2 separate regions of the Hordeum vulgare genome follow, and region 1 is linked to region 2. Evidence: chromatin contacts called from public Hi-C data. All regions are on one chromosome and are shown on one strand. The core of a region is the stretch at or near the end of the contact, and the rest is flanking DNA. Distances in the headings are between cores, read along the strand shown.

The links. Hi-C and Micro-C count contacts between places; a contact is called where the count stands out from the background.
Region 1: a Hi-C map of leaf shows a contact between it and region 2, with 3 times the contacts expected there. The contact joins the promoter of LOC123402585 here to the promoter of LOC123401757 in region 2. A contact is called at or near these places in 3 of 6 Hi-C or Micro-C datasets (leaf and seedling) and 1 of 1 datasets of contacts at active chromatin or transcription factors (embryo).

Annotation. Positions count from the first base shown.
Region 1 is chr6H:389,905,309-389,911,410 of MorexV3_pseudomolecules_assembly, reverse strand. It overlaps LOC123402585 (ethylene-responsive transcription factor ERF054-like), which reads left to right and starts at 3,539. Exons shown (of 1, transcript XM_045096510.1): 1 at 3,539-5,574. The coding sequence starts at 3,743. The coding sequence ends at 5,116.
Region 2 is chr6H:389,735,756-389,742,617 of MorexV3_pseudomolecules_assembly, reverse strand. It overlaps LOC123401757 (ferredoxin-thioredoxin reductase, variable chain-like), which reads left to right and starts at 4,161. Exons shown (of 1, transcript XM_045095611.1): 1 at 4,161-5,109. The coding sequence starts at 4,310. The coding sequence ends at 4,777. LOC123401756 (vacuolar-sorting protein BRO1-like) reads left to right here. Exons shown (of 2, transcript XM_045095610.1): 1 at 1-617; 2 at 2,618-3,330. The coding sequence starts at 18. The coding sequence ends at 3,061.

The DNA.
Region 1 (6,102 bases), core at 2,290-4,789, 170 kb before region 2:
AGACGACAGGGATATGCCTGAGAAATTTTGGTACATCACCAAGGGAACTCCGGTTGAGCTAGAGTATGATACGTAGAGAATCTTGGCATTCCTTAAGGAGCATCACAAGATAGAGAACCATCAAGTTCATGTTCAGCTCCAACAAGATCTTGTTGAGCATCACTCGCAACGTCTTAGCGAGTCCTATTTGTTCTATCATATACTATTTGCTACATTTGAATCATTCGGCATGTTTAAATTTGAATAATTTGGATTGTAAACTTCGGATTCGGTTTGTAAACTATATACATGATTTGTTTGAACATTCCAATTTATGTTTGGTTTCTATATGTGTGCTAATATGTAGTTGCAATTTATAGTAGAATTGCAAAGTTTAGAAGTAGAATTGCGAAGTTTAGAAAAAGCAAAAAAATTACACCGTTAAGAATGGTGTAGCGACTATAAACGATCAAAACTTAATAGAGTAAATATATCCACTAAGATTTACTGTGTCGTTTTACTTCTTTATTTTTAGAGAATCGGTTGGAAATAGCCTAAGACCGACTTGCAGGTCATACCTGATCCAACATATTCTCCTAGCACAATAAACTAAGGCAGATGCTACAAATCAACCGGCTGATTTTCCAGGAAATCAGCCGGGTTGACAACCATAGGATCACCTGTCCTCCATCCGTTGGATCAGCCAAGTCTCTTCCCCTCCACGGCTCCACCAATTTGATGCAGGAGAGAAAACTCTGGATGATGTCCATGCCAGCATCAAGCAGCCCCCGACGATACCCCCTCACCTCCCCCGACGAAGCTCCATTGCAACCCCCCGCGATGAGAGAAAGTTGCAAGGCAACACCGCCGACGCCGATGAAGCTCCATTGCAGCACCACTGGTGCTCCGATGCAGCATCCGCGAAGCTCCATTGTAGCCTGATGACCCCGACGAAGCTCCATTGAAGCATCACCGGTGCTCCGATGCAGCATCCGCGAAGCTCCATTGTAACCCGATGATCCGGACGAAGCTCCATTGAAGCACCACAGTAGCATCCGCGAAGCTCCATTGTAGCCTGATGACTCCGGTGAAGCTCCATTGAAGCACCACCTCGTGCGACTCAGCTCTGCCGCCGTCCTTGCAGGTGCGAGACATGTCGGGGGTTTGCGAAAGCGATGGTTTCCTCGTCATAGCGGCATCGGTGGAGAAAAAGCGTGCGAGAGAGAGAAACGAGGGGAATGGGATAGGCTCGATCTGATCCAGAAAGAGAGCAAGGCCTAGAGGGAAGCGTGGCAGCTGTTCGGTGCGGCTTAAGCGCTCGTGGAATCAGCCGATTTATTTAAAGTATTTTCATAAACTAATACAGCCGTTTTCACAATACTAGCGTATATCAAGTGGTCAACGCATTGTTATTTGTTATTGTGGAGTTTAAGAGCTGCTTGCTGCGGGGATTAATGCATGGTGATCTCATCTCTGGATGTGCATGGTGCGTGTAGAACAAGGAATCGTTTATGTGGCAGCATAAATTATTGATGCAGTTGTTCCCAGAAAAATATTCCCGCAGACACCTTCCATCCTCTTGTAGGTACGAGTAATTTTACAGGAGAAGTTACCAAAGGTAATAACAATTTACACTCAGACGCCAACACCCGGAATCAACACTTCCAAACGCCTTTCACGCCATTCCCAGCAGCACATCACCGAACATGCATCAGATTCGCAGGAAGAGAGAAAAGGCATGCTCGGCAGCGGCACGTGTTGCCAGAATGGACCATAGACAGATTTAAAGTAGTACTAAAAGACAAGGTCCTAAACTAGGGGGGAATTCCCCAGCCAGTTCTTTTCTGAAACGATAAGCCGATTGCTTCACTAGTTAAAGTGGTTAATCCGGTGCCCTTTCGGCATATGCAGCCCTCACATAGCCCTCACATAATGATGCATGCAATTGTTAGTACTGCTCCATATTATATAATAACAAATGCAAAGATCTTCCTCAGTCCTGCGTCGTCTGCAAACCATACACCTGGGCTCCTCTCATTGCTTACAGACGGAGCACACGGTACCAAATGATTTATTGAAGGACTCCACTACATAGCGGCGCTGCATCTCGGTCTTCCGATGCGGCGGCCAGCTAACCCATGTAAAAATTAATGTGTCCCTCTAATCACATATTCATATTACTTTAAATAGTTTGAACATGGAGACGTAAATCTCCTTTTCTTTATCACGCATGCATACAATGACGTCATCAAGATTCTCTTTAACATTAGAAATTCAAAAAGTTTTATCTTTAAAACGATTAATTTGATCGATGATTTGTTTTCACAATTGTCTTTGTCGCGATGAGATCTTCAAAACTAGATCCCATATTGACATGTTTTGACAACCTTTTTTTTCCATCCATATTTACCACATTGTTACACTTACTTGTCATATTTGTAAACACTAAGTTGCTTGATAGAATATAACTAAAATGCCATGTTTTACAGTTGTCAGATTTATTATCTTAAGTTGTCATTCTTTACATGCAATTGTAAAACATGGTAATTTTGTTATATTTTATCAAACAAGTAAGTTTTATAAATATGACAAGTAAGTGTAACAATTATATTTTATCATGCAAGTAAGTGTTTACAAATATGACAAGTAAGTGAAACAATGTGGCAAATATGGATGAAAAGAAAAGGTGTCAAGACATGTCAATATGGGATCTAGTTTCGAAGATCTCATCGCGACAAAGACAACTGTGAAAACAGATCCTTGATCAAATTAACCGTTTTAGAGATAAGACTTTTTAAATTTCAAACATTGAAGGGAATCTAGCTGACATTATTACATGCATGCCTGGTAAAGAAAGAAGGTTTGTCGCTGCATGTCCAAACAATTTGAGCACTCTAGCACATTGATCGCATGTGCTTGCATGACTTTTGTAGTGATTAGTAAAAATACTGTAGCACGATAGCGACACATGCAGAAGTATAATACATGCGAGACAGAGTGTCCATGCATTGCACCCGCCGCATGAAAAATCCGCTGTGCGGCGCTTCTAATTAGATTTTCCCTTTATTGAATCAGCCAGCCATGACGTTGGAATATTGGAAGTACTGCCAGCATAACAACTGGAGGTGATAGGCATTCGCCAACTCGAACCCGGTCAGCCCACCAACAAAACCCGATTTTTTCGCAGTCGAGAAGAATAATAACGGGGCCGAAACGAGATTGTAGTGCAAGGAAAGCAACAGACGGATCACTCCAAGGCTTCTTTCCCGGCCAGTGCCGTCCGCGCAAAGCCGCGACACCAAACCGAAAGCTACGTCGGGTCTCCAGCGCATGGCTCGCGATTCTTGCGGCGCTCCTAGGCCGTCGCACGAATCGCGAGGTCCGACGTGGCGCCGGGCGGGGCTCGCTGACGGGTCAATGCGCGTGGGGCCCGACCACCGTCCACGACCCCGTTGGCGCCACACCGCGACAACTGCCTTTCTCGTTTTCGCCCGCGTGGAACATCCCCGAGCTCCCGAAAAATATCTGGCCCGCCCACCTTTATAAGCCCGTCGCGGCCGGCCGATCACTCCAAATCAGATCAGAACCTCGCGCCCCATTGGCTCACCTCCTCCCCCGCGCACGCGCGCCCCGCAGCTTCTCTCGCAGCCTTGTACGCTTCGTACGTGAGTTGCTTGGCCTGGTTTGGTATTGTCTGCGGCGGGCGGCGGCGGCCGGGTTAAAATTCAGCCGGAGGGTTCGCGCGATTGGGCGAGTTGCTGGAATGGACGCGGCGGATAGTGGTGGCGGCGTCCGCGGGCGCGAGCGGAGATGGAAGGGGAAGGCCGCGAGCTCGGCGGCGGAGAAGCAGCAGCAGCAGCCGCTGGCGCCGGTTTTAGAAGACGCGCCGGCGGCCGCATTGCTCCCGCCGCTGAAGAAGATGCGGAGCCCCGACTGCCGCCTCCGCCGCTCCGTGTCCTCGCTGTCGTCGGCCCCTGCTTCCCCGGACTCCTCCTCTGTTTCCAACCCCCTCTCTCCGCCCGCGACGTCCTTGCCGCCTTATGCGTCGTCGACGCGGCAGATATTCCCGTTCGCGTACGATCCGTCCCCGGCGGCGGCCCCGAGGCTCCTGCAGCTGTTGCAATACTCCTCCAGCTTGTACCAACAGCCGATGCTGCCGCAGCAGCAGCAACACACACCTTCGCAGCATCCGCAGATGATATCCTTCGGCGATGCCCAGCAGCAGCAGCAGTTCGAGGCGGCGGCCGCCTTGGTTCCGCCGCAGTACATGTCGCCCGAGGCGCTGCGCTACTGGAGCGCGGCCCTGAACCTGAGCCCGCGAGGCGTGCTCGGCGGGGTCGTGCCGCCGGCGCTGTACCAGCACCTGCTGCGGCCGCCTGGCCCGGCCAAGCTGTACCGCGGCGTGCGCCAGCGTCACTGGGGGAAGTGGGTGGCGGAGATCCGCCTGCCGCGGAACCGAACGCGCCTGTGGCTCGGCACCTTCGACACCGCCGAGGACGCCGCCATGGCGTACGATCGCGAGGCCTTCAAGCTGCGCGGCGAGAACGCGCGGCTCAATTTCCCCGACCTCTTTCTCGGCAAAGGCCGCTCCGGCGGGAGCGGCCGCACCAGCGCCAGCGCCGCGGCGTCGGCCTCCTCCTCCTCCTCCAAGTCCGCTCCGCCGACGCCGGAAGAGACCCATGCGCAGCAAGCGCAGCTGCTGCTCCAGCGTGAACAGAAGCAGCACATGGACGAGCAAGCCAACGTTGTTGGACCGAAACCTTTGCTCTCCGCAGCAGAGCAGGACGGCCTCCCGGAACCAGAGCAAAATCCTCAGCTCCAGAATGCAGAGCAACAATGCAGCGACGGCAGCACGGCCATGATGCAGCAGGCTCCAGCAACCCCCGGCGGCGTCTGGGGCCCCGCCGACGACGCATGGTTCAGCGCGTGGGGTCCGGGCAGCTCTGTCTGGGACTACGACATGGACAGCGCCCATGGCCTCCTACTCCAGTCTCGCTTCGCCGGTGAGCAGGCCGGCATGGACTACGTCCCCAGTGCGCCCGAAGCCCACATGGCACCGGCGGCAGGGACAGGCACGGCCTGTGCCGCTCCCCCTTCTCCCCTTCCTCCCCGTCCTCCCTTCATGTGGAAGGACTAAGACACGCATTCCCATCTCTGAATATCTCACACACAGAAGACAGAACCTACCTACGCTGTGAGATGCACACAGGCTGCAGATTTTTAACAGACAGCTTGTGGCATCATCACATCACAGGAACATCTCATAACCTTTTTCTTTTCTCTCTTGATCGATTTTCTCCTGAAAATCGCATGGAAGGCCCCGGCTGCATTTTATAGGCTGGGACAAAGATGGGCTATATTTGATTCTCCATCCTTGTACATCCTTCCGTGATGATTCTAAGATGAGATTTAGACATTAGATAGCTAGCCCTCTTCAATTGTTTCCTGCATCTTTAGTTGTGTTGTGTATGGTTTAGGGATTCCTAATAAAGGTTTGAAAGAGGAGACGATTTTTATGCTCTCCTCTTGTTCTTACCTAAATATATTTGTGTTTCCTGTAGTACTGTTGAACCATATATATATATGGGTGCCACATCTGCCATGCACGTTATATGTACTGTTGGTTTCATGATCGATACTCCCTCCGTTCCTAAATATAAGTCATTCTAAGAGTTTCACTAATGAACTACATACGGATGTATATAGACATATTTTAGGGTACAGATTCACTCATTTTGTTTCGTATGTAGACATCTAGTGAAATATCTTAAAAGACTTATATTTAGATACGGAGGGAGTACATTGATAGTTGTTACTTGTTTTAGTTAATGAAGTTTTCTGATTTTCTCTTCATCTCATCATGCCGACGAATATGAGAAGGAGAAGATGTTTAGATGACGGAACAGTGGGAACTTAGGGTTTCATGATCTTCTCTAACACGAAGTGTGTTCGGGGTGTATGTGCTGGCGACAAACTTGCCCAACCCAAAGGAAAGATGAAGTAGTTTATTTCTCGTAGAAGTGTTTATTTCAAACTGATTTTAGGAAGAAAAAAATGCCCGAGAAACTCTTAATCTATTCATCTTCAATCATGATAATAAATAATATATCAGAGGTAATAAAA
Region 2 (6,862 bases), core at 2,912-5,411:
CTTCCTCTTCGCCATCTATGTCGCGGCCGCTCCCCCCGATGCTCTCCGTCCCGGAGAAGAAGACGGCCGCCGCCGAGCTCTTTCGCGACCGCCACTTCTTCAACTCCCCCGTCTTCACCGATCTGCGCGACGCCCGCGCCTCCCTCTCTGCCCCAAACCCCCAAACCCAGCCCCCCTCCTCCAGCCGCGCCCTCCTCCTCCGCTACCACCGCCTCCTCTCCTCCGCGCGCGACGACCCCTGCGCCTTCGACGACAACCTAGCCTTCACCTGGCACGATGCCTTCAGGCCCAACCTCAAGCACACCTCCGCGTCCCTCCGGTTCGAGAAGGCCGCCGTCGTGTTCAACGTCGGGGCGGCCTCCTCGAGGATCGCGGCGGCCGTGGACCGGGCGGCGGAGGGAGGGGTCAAGGAGGCGTGCGGGGAGTTCCAGCGCGCCGCGGGGGCGTTCCGTGCGGTGGGGCAGATGATGGAGGGGGAGGAGGGGACGGTGGATATGAGCCCGGAGGCCGCGGCGATGCTGGAGAGGCTCATGCTCGCGCAGGCGCAGGAGTGCTGCTTCGAGCGCGCTCTCGCGGCAGGAACGTCACCTGCGGCGTGCTCCAAGGTGGCCAGGCAGGTGAGATTGGCTGCCCTTGCCTGCCGCGTGCTTCTTCCCTAGTGACATTGCATCCTTATGATCTATGATTGTTCTAGGTTCGCCTTAGCTTCCCCTCCAATTTCAGGCAGCAGTTGAGACGCTCCAGCAATGTTTTTACTTTACACAAGCTATTACAACTGAAAGAAGAAAAAAAAACGACCGATAAGCTAACCAAGAGCGTACAGGATAAACTCTAGGATCTTCGGGAATCATGAGCCGGATCCTCAAAACATCATAGGATAAGCACCCAGGAAATCTCAGGCAGCAGTTCACACGCTACCTCTCAATCTCCCCAGCTGGAACCAACAGGAAACAAAACTAGACTACTAACAGCAGAGAACCAAAGGTCCTGACGAGAATAAGATCACATCTCAAAAGGGCTCCTTCAGTTCTGGATCCTGTTCAGTCCAGTCTTCCATCCATGAACAGCATGGAACACCTCATTTGCTAGTAGTTCGAACATTCTACTCCTGACTTCAGCATTTCTTGGTCTCCCTGTTTTTTCTGCAGAATAATCAAATCATTAAGAATCTCGCAATCATATTAACTCAAACGCAAGGATAAATGATTTTAAGTTTGTCAAACACTAATTTCCAAACTGTCCAGAAAATAGCAGACACCCCTACCATCATCAAATATTTTCATTAGAAGGTGTAAAGTAGAGGTTGTAAGGTTAATCCAACGTTTATGCCAGTTGCAGTATCCAACTCTCCCTAGCCATACTTTATCTCCCACGTCCCACACACGCAAGGTCTGGATTCTGTCTAATGCTTTCACTGACTTTGACTATTATGATTTTCTCCAACACCTTACGATTTCGGCGTATTATATGTTTTATGCTTGTATCATTGCCATGCTGATATAGTTTCAAGTTTCAGATTAATTTGGTGTACTACACTCTGAGATTATTTTTTGTCGAATACAAATAATTTTCAAGAATATGCATCTTCAGATAGAGAATACTTGGAAAACATAAAAATGTCCGAAGAAAGTTGAGAAAGAGCTTCGCAGGGACCCCAAAACCAGAACAACCGTCATGAAATGTTACCTTGCATGTCTCTGGTCATATCTTGCCTTATCACCTCATCCTCAACCTTAGCTATTAGATCTAAATATGCAAGATTTTATTTTGTTCAAACCAATCAATCTGGTTAGAATTTCCAGTACTCCCCCGTGACAAGAATTATGGAACAGAGGGAGTACTAGATTGGTGAAGTGCCATGTATTTTCTGTGCAATCTAGAGATGGTTTTTTGCATTGAAGTTACGATCATATTAGACCTAAATTCTGCCAGTTTATAACTATTTCTGGTTGCCACCGTTCCGCCATACCCGTGCTGCTCATGCCCAGTTTGCTAGGATACTCCCAACATGGTCTACCATCATGGCTTGATGAGGATCACATGTTATAGGTATTGTGGGGGGAGGGCGAGGTTGGTAACCTGTTAGCAAACTGGTTGTTGCAAACTGAATTGTGACTTCCAAAGCAGGCTTAAGCACCTCCTTTGTCTAGTTTTTCTGGGGCCTGGTCCAGTTTTTCGTCTTGCTGTGCATATGGATGTGTCTTTGAGAGAGTTCCATTACAGGCTGCACTGGAGATGCAATATTTTGCTCTCTTATTTTGGATTGCCTACCTGAGTGCAAGATTGGTGTGATTATATGCCTGGCAGATACTGTTAGCATGATGTGCCAGCAGCATTCCATAAGAAACCATCAGCATTCCGTGAGAAAAGTGCTGGAGTACGTTTCTTCTTCGATTAGCAAACACCGAGCTGAATCAGAATCTTTGCCATAGGCTATTAAAGTACGAGGATCAGTAGGTTCGTGGGCTTAGGGATTTGATGTAAGGTTCTGCTGCTGAAGTGGCAAAGATAATAGAACATATATTTTGCATGTCTGAACATTTTAAATATAATTCTGTTAAAATGCATAGAAGAAAAAGTTGACATGAGAAAAATATTTGCCTCTGGCCTTATGCAGGCTGCCTTGTACTATGAAGAAGCGTATGGTGCACTGGTTATCCCTCCACTGCAGAATCACATTGAAAGATCATGGTTGTCTCACATCCAGTTGAAGGCTGCTCAATTAAATGCAGAAGCTTGCTATCGGTATGCCATTGAATTGCATGAGAAGATGGAAATTGGCGAGGAGATAGCGCGGCTGCAGTTTGGGATTAATGCAGTTGTTGATGCCAAGAGAACTGCCAGGGGAGCCCCTGCTTCCCTTTATGATTCTGTTTCCAGGCTAGAACAAGAGATGAACCAGAACTTGGAGAAGGTAGTGAATGAGAACAACCGCATCTATCTTATGAGAGTTCCAGCAGCCAAATTGTTGTCTCCCTTGCCATCAGCTTCGCTTGTCCGGTCGGCTTCCAAGAGTGAGGTCTTGGATGCAAAAACAGAAACTGGCCTTCAGTCGTCATAACTGAATGCTTTGACTTTGTGAGATGAAGCAATGGCACACATCCTTTGCCGCCGTTGCATGCTAAAGACTGTCTGCTGCAGCAGAGATTATGGAAAAAGTCTCGTATAGTCGTCGTGTATCTAGTGTGTAGCTACATTGTGTGTTGGCATGTCAAGCTAGGACCATTCTAGTTGAAGCTTGATAAATGCTTGGTAGGCTGTTGCCGGTGGGATCACTCAGGTTTCTGTGATGCTCCTTTTGTGCCGTAATGAAAAGTTCATCTGCCGTCAGCCATTTCAGTAAGCACACACTTTTCATGTTTTAGCACAAGCTTACGTAAATTCTCTGCCCTTCGTGTACACAATGATTTATCCTTTCGGTATTGTTTGTTTCATCAGCGTAGAATTGATGATGACAACTTCTAAAATATATGCATGTGGTGTAAGGTTTGTTGCACCGGTTGTAGGTTTCGATACGTTTTGCCGATGGATTGACGACGACACCAGTTTAGATATGAAAAGTGAGAACACTCCATATTATCGGGTTTGTAGGTGTGAGTGATGGTTTCGGATGACTTGATATATGTTTTTGTTAGATCTTTATTGAATAATTAATAAAAATAGATGTACACATCAATTGATGCAAAGGCCGGGTTTTTTTTATTTTTTTGCAAAAAAATATCAGCGTAGAATTGCAAAACCGCTTGCTGCTCTAATCTTAATATCCAATGTGTTGTGTTGTTGTGGATAATTAAGTTCAGGATGTGTGAACACCAACATGACGAGACAATTTCTTAGCAGAAGAAGAGATTTGTACGAGCAATTATATCTTATCGAACTATTTACACTCGACAGGAGCTTATGAATTTCAAGATATTCGAAATGTCTCCCAATATTTATTTATTTCTACAAATGAATTTCACAACTCTTTGCTTACGAATTTCACTGTCTGTCGAGCATTTCGTGATCTGTTGCACCGTTTTCTGAGATTGAGAACGGCCCTGGGCAGCAGCTTACCATGACGGAGCTACAAAATTCTGGACGTTTCCGAAGGCCGGATGCAAACGAAAACGAAAGCGTCAGAAATATTACAGTACGCAACCCACGTCTCGCACATCCTCACTCGCTCGTCTATCCGTTCCTCCACCTCTCGTTGCCCGGGCTCCTATCCTACACCCCTCTCCCGCGCGCCCACCACCTGTTCGACCCGACGCCGCTCCCCTCCACACGCGCCCCACATTCCAGTCGCTCCCCCGCCCGCCCGCCGCCAATGGCAACGACCGCCGCGGCCATGGCGCCTCCCTCCACCTCCGCCTCCGCCTCCTCGGTCCTCCTCCTCCGCCGCCTCCCTTCCCCGGCCTCCGCTGCCCCCCGCCGCTGCCGCCTCGGCCCGCCGCCGCGCCTCCGCACCGCCCGCCCGCGGGTCTCCCTCACCAGCGACGTCTCCTCCTCGTCCGACGTGGCCGAGGAGGAGGCCGAGCACGCGCCCAAGGTCGGCAGGCGCGTGCGCGTCACGGCGCCCCTCCGCGTCTACCACGTCGTCAAGGCGCCCGACCTGGACATCCAGGGCATGGAGGGCGTCATCAAGCAGTACGTCGGCGTCTGGAAGGGCAAGCGCATCACCGCCAACTTCCCCTTCAAGGTCGAGTTCCAGCTCACCGTCGACACCCAGCCCAAGCCGGTCAAGCTCTTCGTCCACCTACGCGAGGACGAGTTCGAGTACATCGACGACGAATGAGATAGACCACTGTACCTACCTCCTCCTCTGTAACAACTGTACATGGCCAAGTAAGCCGACCGCCTTCCCTTTATACAATAATAATGGCCGCAGTGTAGGCGTGTGTATATTGTTCCGGTGTGTGTGTGTGTGTGTGTTTCTGGTGAGAGCAAGGGATGAAGACTGAAGAGGGTAGGAATTAGGAACGCATGAGCAGGAAGTTGATTGCTTGCCTGCTGTCGTTCCCTTGTTCCTCTTCTAATTCAACATCTATTTTTTTCTCAGATGTGGGGAATTGATCGGATAATAATGATTGATAGTTCTATAAAATAACAATGATAATTTTTGCTCTTCCTAGCAGCCTATGCTTGATAGTACTTCTTTTGCTGATTGTTCCAAAACCTTTTCTTTGTCTGATTGGTACAATGACATTGTTGCTTGTAGGAATGTGTATCCTTTATTTTTAATTTAGAAAATATGTGCTGTTTATGAGGGAATTCGGTTAGGCAACAAGTATTTGTTTTTGACATTACGATAAGCATTTGGAGTGCAACACTATATATGCGATTTTTCATTCGATTGTGTTGCTTGAGAAAATACATCGATGTATATAATTTGTTCTTACTGGATGAATACCAACTTGAACTTGGGAGTCCTAAAGTTCGTCTGAATTTGGATGGCCTATGTTGTATAATTACAAGAACATTCTGATGAAATATCTTTTCTAAATCACAACTCTAAGCTAGGTTGTTGGCTGATTTTGGGTAATACTAGAATTTAGTTGTGTCCATTCATCAACATTCTACAGCATTCTATGTTTTTAGTCTCATGTTCAGAGTAACCTCATAGGTTTCTTATAGCAGCTCAAATTTCCACAATGAACAACAATGTAAAATAGGTAACATGACAGATTTATATAAATATTCTTCTAAGAGAAATATATGCAGCCAATATTCTTCTAAGACAATGTGAAGGCACGCTAGGCCTCGGACGCGGGTAGGCAGAGTGCGCACTCCACTGCTAGCCAGCAGGGCAAAGCTTGGTTCTCTAAGAGCAACTCCAACGGAACGATCTATTTCGTTCGTCGCGGTCTGTTTAGGTCCGCGAGGATAAAAAGTCGATCTAACCCGCCAACTCAAACGGACGCGCGTCCGCTTTTCGTCCGCGTTCGGACCCATTCCCCATCCAATTTTAAGCCTGATTTGCGTTGGCATGGACACAAAGCAGACGCTGACGACGCACACGTACTTCATTCCTTGACCCGTCAGTCGGTGGCACATTGATCGTTTTCCACCCCTACTGACAACGCCGACAGCTAGCCCTCGCCTCGTCCCCAGCCCGTTGCCGCCTAGTTCCGGCGCCTCCTCCCGCAAATCCCCAGTGCCTACCCACGTCGCCGGGCCACCGCAGCTTCCCCGACCCCAATACGCCGTCGCTGGTTAGCTTCATCATCCATGCCCGCAAACTGTTTGACAGTTTGCCTCAAGGTACAAATGGACTGCGCCGACGAGTTCTTTTTCCATAATATTCTTCGCGACTCCGATGATTCCTCATCCGACGATGAGGAGATGCTGCTTGCCGTGTTGGTCCATGACCACCTTAATAAGCAACGGCCTTTGTTCCGGGGCATGTTTCGGCATTGAATCGCAATCGAGAGAGCGGCCATATCCTTCTATGGAAGGACTACTTTGATACAAGCAATCCGTTGTTCAAACATCACAAATTCCGGCGGCGTTTCTGTATGGCTAGACATGTTTTCAACCGGATTCGAGAGGAGTGGTTGGATACATGACTACTTCGAGTGCAAAGAGGATGCCATTGGAAAGATTGGCTTCTCATCTTATCAGAAATGCACTGCAACTATCCGGATGCTTGCTTACGAGTACCTAGTGATCTTATCGATGAGTACGTCCGTATGAGTGAGTCTACGTGCCTAGAGTCGTTGTACAAATTCTGCAAGGTTGTGGTTGCAATGTTTGTCCCTGAGTACTTGAGAGAGCCGTCTGCTGCAGACACAACCCGCTTGTTGGCGACCAATGCCAGCCGGGGCTTTCCAGGGATGCTTGGCAGCATAGACTGCATGCACTGAGAGTGGAAGAACTGCCC